Linked DNA regions of Danio rerio: region 2 is linked to region 1. The links are chromatin contacts, called in public Micro-C maps. All regions are on one chromosome and are shown on one strand. The core of a region is the stretch at or near the end of the contact, and the rest is flanking DNA. Distances in the headings are between cores, read along the strand shown. Region 1 holds the start of hivep2a (HIVEP zinc finger 2a). Region 2 overlaps aig1 (androgen-induced 1 (H. sapiens)).

What was found. Hi-C and Micro-C count contacts between places; a contact is called where the count stands out from the background.
Region 2: a contact with region 1 is called in a Micro-C map of caudal fin, with 4 times the contacts expected there. The contact joins the enhancer-like site here to the promoter of hivep2a in region 1. A contact is called at or near these places in 1 of 18 Hi-C or Micro-C datasets (caudal fin) and 1 of 4 datasets of contacts at active chromatin or transcription factors (caudal fin).

The regions. Positions count from the first base shown.
Region 1 is chr20:40,796,285-40,799,292 of GRCz12tu, reverse strand. It overlaps hivep2a (HIVEP zinc finger 2a), which reads left to right and starts at 1,465. Exons shown (of 7, transcript NM_001030164.1): 1 at 1,465-3,008. The coding sequence starts at 1,465. All of the region lies in intron 2 of aig1 (androgen-induced 1 (H. sapiens)), which reads right to left.
Region 2 is chr20:40,968,574-40,971,581 of GRCz12tu, reverse strand. All of the region lies in intron 6 of aig1 (androgen-induced 1 (H. sapiens)), which reads right to left. Among named protein-coding and RNA genes, the nearest start is that of adat2, 71 kb to the left of the region's middle. Within about 2 kb of position 1,396, at least 7 of the 62 cell types and tissues checked have an H3K27ac peak or open chromatin away from gene starts, as enhancers often do. A contact at or near this core is called in caudal fin, where this site is marked.

The DNA.
Region 1 (3,008 bases), core at 216-2,715:
TGCATCAATGAGAAAATTAGATGTTTGATGTTATTACTTAATACGTTAATAAAGTCCAATAAGCAACAGAAAGAACTCAATTCAGAACTTCCAGTGTCTTTGTGACAGCAGCCTAATATAACTTCTGTGGTCACTAACAAACAAGGTCAGATTGTTGTTTGTTAGTAGTATCAGTTGTATCTTGAATCAACCTTTCTACACTTCCTGTGTTGTTGCGTCTCTAAGGACTTACTAATTTACATAATTTTAAGCTGAAATTTTCTTGTACATATTGCTATTGGAAACTCAAGGCTGCTGTATGTTCAAAACTGCTGCTTAAGTGTAACAACAACTAGGGACATAGTTTGTCTTGTGAACACATACTTTCCTGTGTCAAGCATGGAAGAACTATGAAAACAAAATGAACGAAAAGTTAATGTTTCAAGTGCTATAAATACCAGTGGTTTTTCTGCTCAGCTATTTTTAGTGCTTACATCGCCTCCCAGACATCAGCGTCACACAGTTTCCTCACTCATACTCAGGCAGTGCTGTCTGTTGCAATCAAAATGAGTCTGAGATTAAGATACACTTTTCACTGTGTTCAGCATCTCTGCTCTACAAACACATTCATGTTCTGTTTGCTGGGTTGAGTACATACTGTACCTTGAGGCTGTATTTTGGTAATGTTATCACTTTTGTCCTTATGTGTTCAGTGTTATTATTTTAAAAGCAAAAAAAGAAACTCTTAAGGAAGAAAATGCTTCGAGTTTGCCCTTTAAACACCCACACACACACTACGTCGAATGTCATTTGCATTTCTTAGGCTATTTTTATATGTTTGTGTCTCTTAAGGAAATGAGTGGGCAAGGTTGTTAATGATGACTCATGAGCAGGAGGTGGTAGCTCCTCTGCATCAGTTCATTGAAAACTCTTGACACACTAGGCGAGAAGAACACAGCTGTGCAGCTGCCTAGATATCAAACTGAAAGAGTATGAGAAAGCAAGCTGTAATTGAAGTATGATGAGCAACAGATCACATGATCAACTGGCATGCTTTGTTTAGACAGCTGAGTATTTTCCCCCAGCTTTTTTACATCAGCTTGAAAATCTTAGGGTAGTAGTGTTATGTAGTATTTTCTTTATTTTAGCAGATTTCTTGCATTGTTTAAACTTTTTCATAACTTATGATTTTGTTTTCTTTTTCTCTCTTGTAGATTGTGAAACTTAAGGAGGACATTAATCAGAAGAACAAGCTTGGATAAAACAATAAGTGAATGGACTGCTGAAATGAGTGATGGAAAGATACTGCCTTGATTGTCACAAGGGAACATAATTTGTATTTTAAAGTGGAGCAACACTTGAACTATGGAGGTGGAAGGACCTTTTATTTAGGAGTAACTTAATACCTTATCTGGCATGACAGCTTTCATGAATGAAATTTGACAAACAGCCATCTTAAGAAACCCTACTGGAGTACTAAGAAAAATGGAGCCACATGAACCTATTGTTGGCCAAAAATGCACCAAGGAGCAACGGGAAAAGAACCCCTTACAAAGAAAATGGGTCTCTGAGCCATCTGCTGGAACAAAAAGAAATACCTTTGCAGACCCAGATATTAAAAGACACTCACATCGTGAGCAAAGTCTAACAGGTGGTACAAACCTTACTAGTTCAACTCAAAAGTACAGTTCTGGAAACCTGATGTCATCTGCAGTGACACATTCATCACAAGAAGGTCAGTTTCAACAGATCTTTCCTCGGCCTTACCCCTACCAGCTGCCACATTCTTACCCACAGGAGCCTTTCCTTGGTGGTACAAAGCCACAACCAGGGTTAGAGGCCCATGCCTGGTCTTTCTCTGGTCAACTGCAATCTCTGCCACCAGATGATATGTATCCGGTACACTCCCGCTCTCATGGAGTATTTCCTCGTCATAAGTCTCCTGCTGGTTTTGGCCAATTTTCCCAATCCGGACCCGAGCAGCCAGATGAAAGTCATAAGAAGGAACAAAAACCCAAGAAGCCAGGAAAGTACATATGTCACTATTGTGGTAGAGCATGTGCTAAACCCAGCGTGCTGAAAAAACACATTCGGTCCCACACAGGGGAGCGTCCTTATCCCTGTGTTCCATGTGGTTTCTCGTTCAAAACCAAGAGCAATTTGTATAAACATCGAAAATCGCATGCTCATGCCATAAAAGCAGGACTTGTTCCATTCTCTGATCTAGCAACCCGAACAGACACTGATCAAGCATCTTCAGTTGGGGAAGCAGAGGCACACTCTGATGGGGAGCAAAGCACTGACACTGATGAAGAAACAGCAGAAGGTGCAATGTTTCCTGAAAAATGTAGCCCTCAGATATCATTCGAGTCAGACAAGAGCCCGATGGAAAGGGGACCAGCATATGCAGACCCAGCAGAGGAATTGTCAGTGGCATCTATGAAAGTGCCTATCTTAATTGTTCCAAAACAAGGGGTGCCATCACCTGCTACTGAGTGCCCCCAGTTTACAGACATTAAAGGTTCAGTTATTGGTGGACAGATGGGCAGAGGAGATGAGTCTCATACGGTTAAACAGAGACTTGCCTTAAGACTCACTGAGAAGAAAGACCTGGATTCAGAGCAGTCTCAAAATCTCTTGAGCCCCCACAGTAAAGGTAGCACTGATTCTGGTTATTTTTCTCGCTCCGAGAGTGCTGAACAGCAGATAAGTCCACCTAACACCAATGTAAAGACATATGAAGAGATCATGTTTGGAAGAACTTGGTACCATAGAACTAACTCAAGATCTAGACAATCAGTCACAGTTGGGATGGTGGCAATTGCTAGTCAAGACACTAATATCAACAAGTCTAGTGCCATGCAGGAGTTGGCAATGGGAAAGATATCAGAGGGTCATGTATTTTATCAAAGTGATTGTGCAGAATCTCATTTAATCCCTGGATGTGACCCAAAGCATTATCATGCTGGCTCTTGCCAAACCAGCACAGGTCTTCTAGAAGCACCTTCTGATTCAGGGCCACTTATACG
Region 2 (3,008 bases), core at 147-2,646, 170 kb before region 1:
CCGATTTGCCTCAAAATTCACGTTTAATAAGAGTCCAGACTAGAACACGTTTACATGCCGATATTCAGATACAGTTATAGCGCCACCTGCTGGCCACAGGAAATGTCATGATTTACAGAGTTATAAACTCCTCACACAAATTTTTTCGTATCAGCACCAAATTTGGTGGGTTGTTAACTGAAAGCTTAAGTGATGATATATTGTGAAGATCTAGAGTTTTTGCAGAGGGGCGTGTCCGTGGCGGCATGACAAACCTCAACGCTTCGCCGTGAAACAGGAAGTCCTTATATCTCAACCACACAAAGTTAGATCAGCCTGAAACTTCACATGGCTCATAAAAGTCCTCTTCTGAACACATCCCCAAAACATTAATGAGTCAGTCATAACGCCATCTGCTGGCAGAAGGTAGATAGGCTTATAACTCAGCCAAACAACATCCGATCTAACTGAAACTTCACATGGTTGATTAAATTCCATTACTGAAGGCATGTACATGCCAATCTTAAGTCACAGTTATAGCGCCACCTGCTGGCAGATGGTAGTTTGCATTATAACTCAACCACACAAAGTCCAATCTGCCTGAAAGTTCACATGGTTGATAAAAGTCCTCTCCTGAACACATCTACATAACAACATTGAGTCTGTCATAGCGCCACCTGCTGACAAAAGGCAGTTTGGCTTATAACTCAGCTAAACAATGTTCGATCTGCCTGAAACTTCACATGGTTGATAAGATTCCTCTCCTGGTGACATCTACATGCCAATCTTGAGTCACAGTCATAGCGCCACCTGCTGAGAGGAGGAAGTTTGGCATAAATCTGTGATTTTCTCAGATTTTTTAAATATATCGGCTTAAATTATTACTGTTCGCTGTTCTCTGTCATCCTGAGGCCACCGGGCGGCGGTGAGCCCGGGTGCGAGGTCCCTATCATCGCTGCTTGCAGCTTTAATATAAGATTCTAACTCTTCTTATAGTACACAACAACTTTTACTTCAAGTGCTAAGAAACTAGCATTTGGTGGAATAACCCTGATTTTCAATCAAAGCGTGTGATTTGTTTATGGGGAGAAACACATTTCATCCTGACCTTTATAATCAGATATAATCAAATTGCATTTGAGAAAATCCAGCTTAAGGCGTCAGAGGCCTTAGACGTGACATGTCTTTTTGCTTTTCAACCAAAAAGTAACAGGTCCTTTGATAAAATACCAGGATATCATATCTTTGTTTGACTTCAATTGCAACGAACTGCCATTGCATAAAACCTTAGCACATTATGTCCCTAGTAAGTGACTGGAGGCCTGCCAGACAAAACAAGCAGATCCTCCTGTCAATCTGGAGCTTTACTCAGTGAAGTGGTTGCCAAGCAGAGATAATGCTAACACCGCAGCACAATGGCAGAGAAAACAAGAGCATGCGGCACGGTTAAATCAGCTCTAGGGGAATTTACACAGATGCTGTCATGTTAACAGAATGCTGCTTTTTTTGACTGTTCTGACATGCACTCGAGCACCACAGCGATTGTATACACAAGCACAGTTTAGAAACACCAACGTGTTCTTCTGTGAATGTTTGCAAAGCTAAAACCCGGTCTTTACTATGTTCAAGTGTTTAACTTCACTGCAGAACATGTTGTTCATATATGTATATATATTTATACAGTGGGTGACACTTTAAAAGGAGCATTAATGCTGCGAGTCGTACCGCCGCCACACTAAAGGCGTAAGAACGTGTTTTTAGGTAAAACCGCAGTTTGCGACTGTGTCGCCAGAAGGCACAAAGGGATAGGATGCGTACGAACAGAAATATAATTTGGCTGTAAATACCCTGCTACTTGTAAATGAAGATGAAACAATGAAACAAAGCATTATAATTCCTCCATTAATCATTAAAAACTTTTTAACAAGCTTTGTTATCATTGTTAACTTGTTAAGCGAAATGAGGATTCATTTTGGAAAGTAAAATTAAAGAAATAGATAAAACGAAAGTACAAACATAAATACAAATAAGTAGGCCTAAATATATAAATAAAGCAGTGTTTTACCCTAAATACAGAGATGTGCAGTATTTTTTATTTTAAAGTGATAGGACTAAGTCAGTATTTGTATTTATTTATTTGACGCTGGACTACAAAACAAATTTATTGTTGCATGTTTTTTTTCTTGTATGCCAAACATAATTAGATACATGATAGTTGGTAAATCTCCTACTGTGAATATATCAAAACATTTTTTTGTTGTTGATTATATGCAAGCTTAACTTAATTTGAACAATTTTAGAGGTGATCGTCTTAATATTTTAGTTTTTTTAGCACCATCAGATTCAAGATTTTCAAACAGTTCAAATATATTTTCATATCAATCTCAATTTCAGATAAGCGATGACGGTAATGATACTGTTGTTTTTGTGGTCCAGGGTCATATATTTTTTTATTTTACTTTCAATTTAGTTTAACTTTCTAGTTTTAGTGTATTTAGTTTAGTTACATCAGCAGAAAACTGTGCTTGATGGTATCATTTAGAATAAAAAATGACAGCAGTGTGTATTATTATTACTATCTAGTGGCATTTTTTTTTATTAATAACATTATAAAATACAGTATTTTTTTAAATTGTATAGTACTACTGCAGTAAGTAACATGTTGTTATAAATTTAATTGCCTTTTTGTTATTTAGTTTTTATATATAATAAACAGAAATTTTACACAGAAATTAGATACTTTCTATTTAATATTTCATTTTTAAAATGAAGTAATAAATAAACTGCTAAAAAATATTTTCTATTTTTTTTAGATCAGATTTAAACAAAGCTCATTAGCGGGTGCCCTTCCAGCTGCAACTTTGTTCTGGGAAATATCCATAGACACTCTTTCACATACATAAACTATGGCCACGTTAGTTAATAAAGTTTACCTATAGCGCATGTTATTGAACTGTGGGGGAAACCGGAGCACCCTGGGGAAACCCACGCCAACGCGGGGAGAATAATATTTTACTATTTTTCAAGAC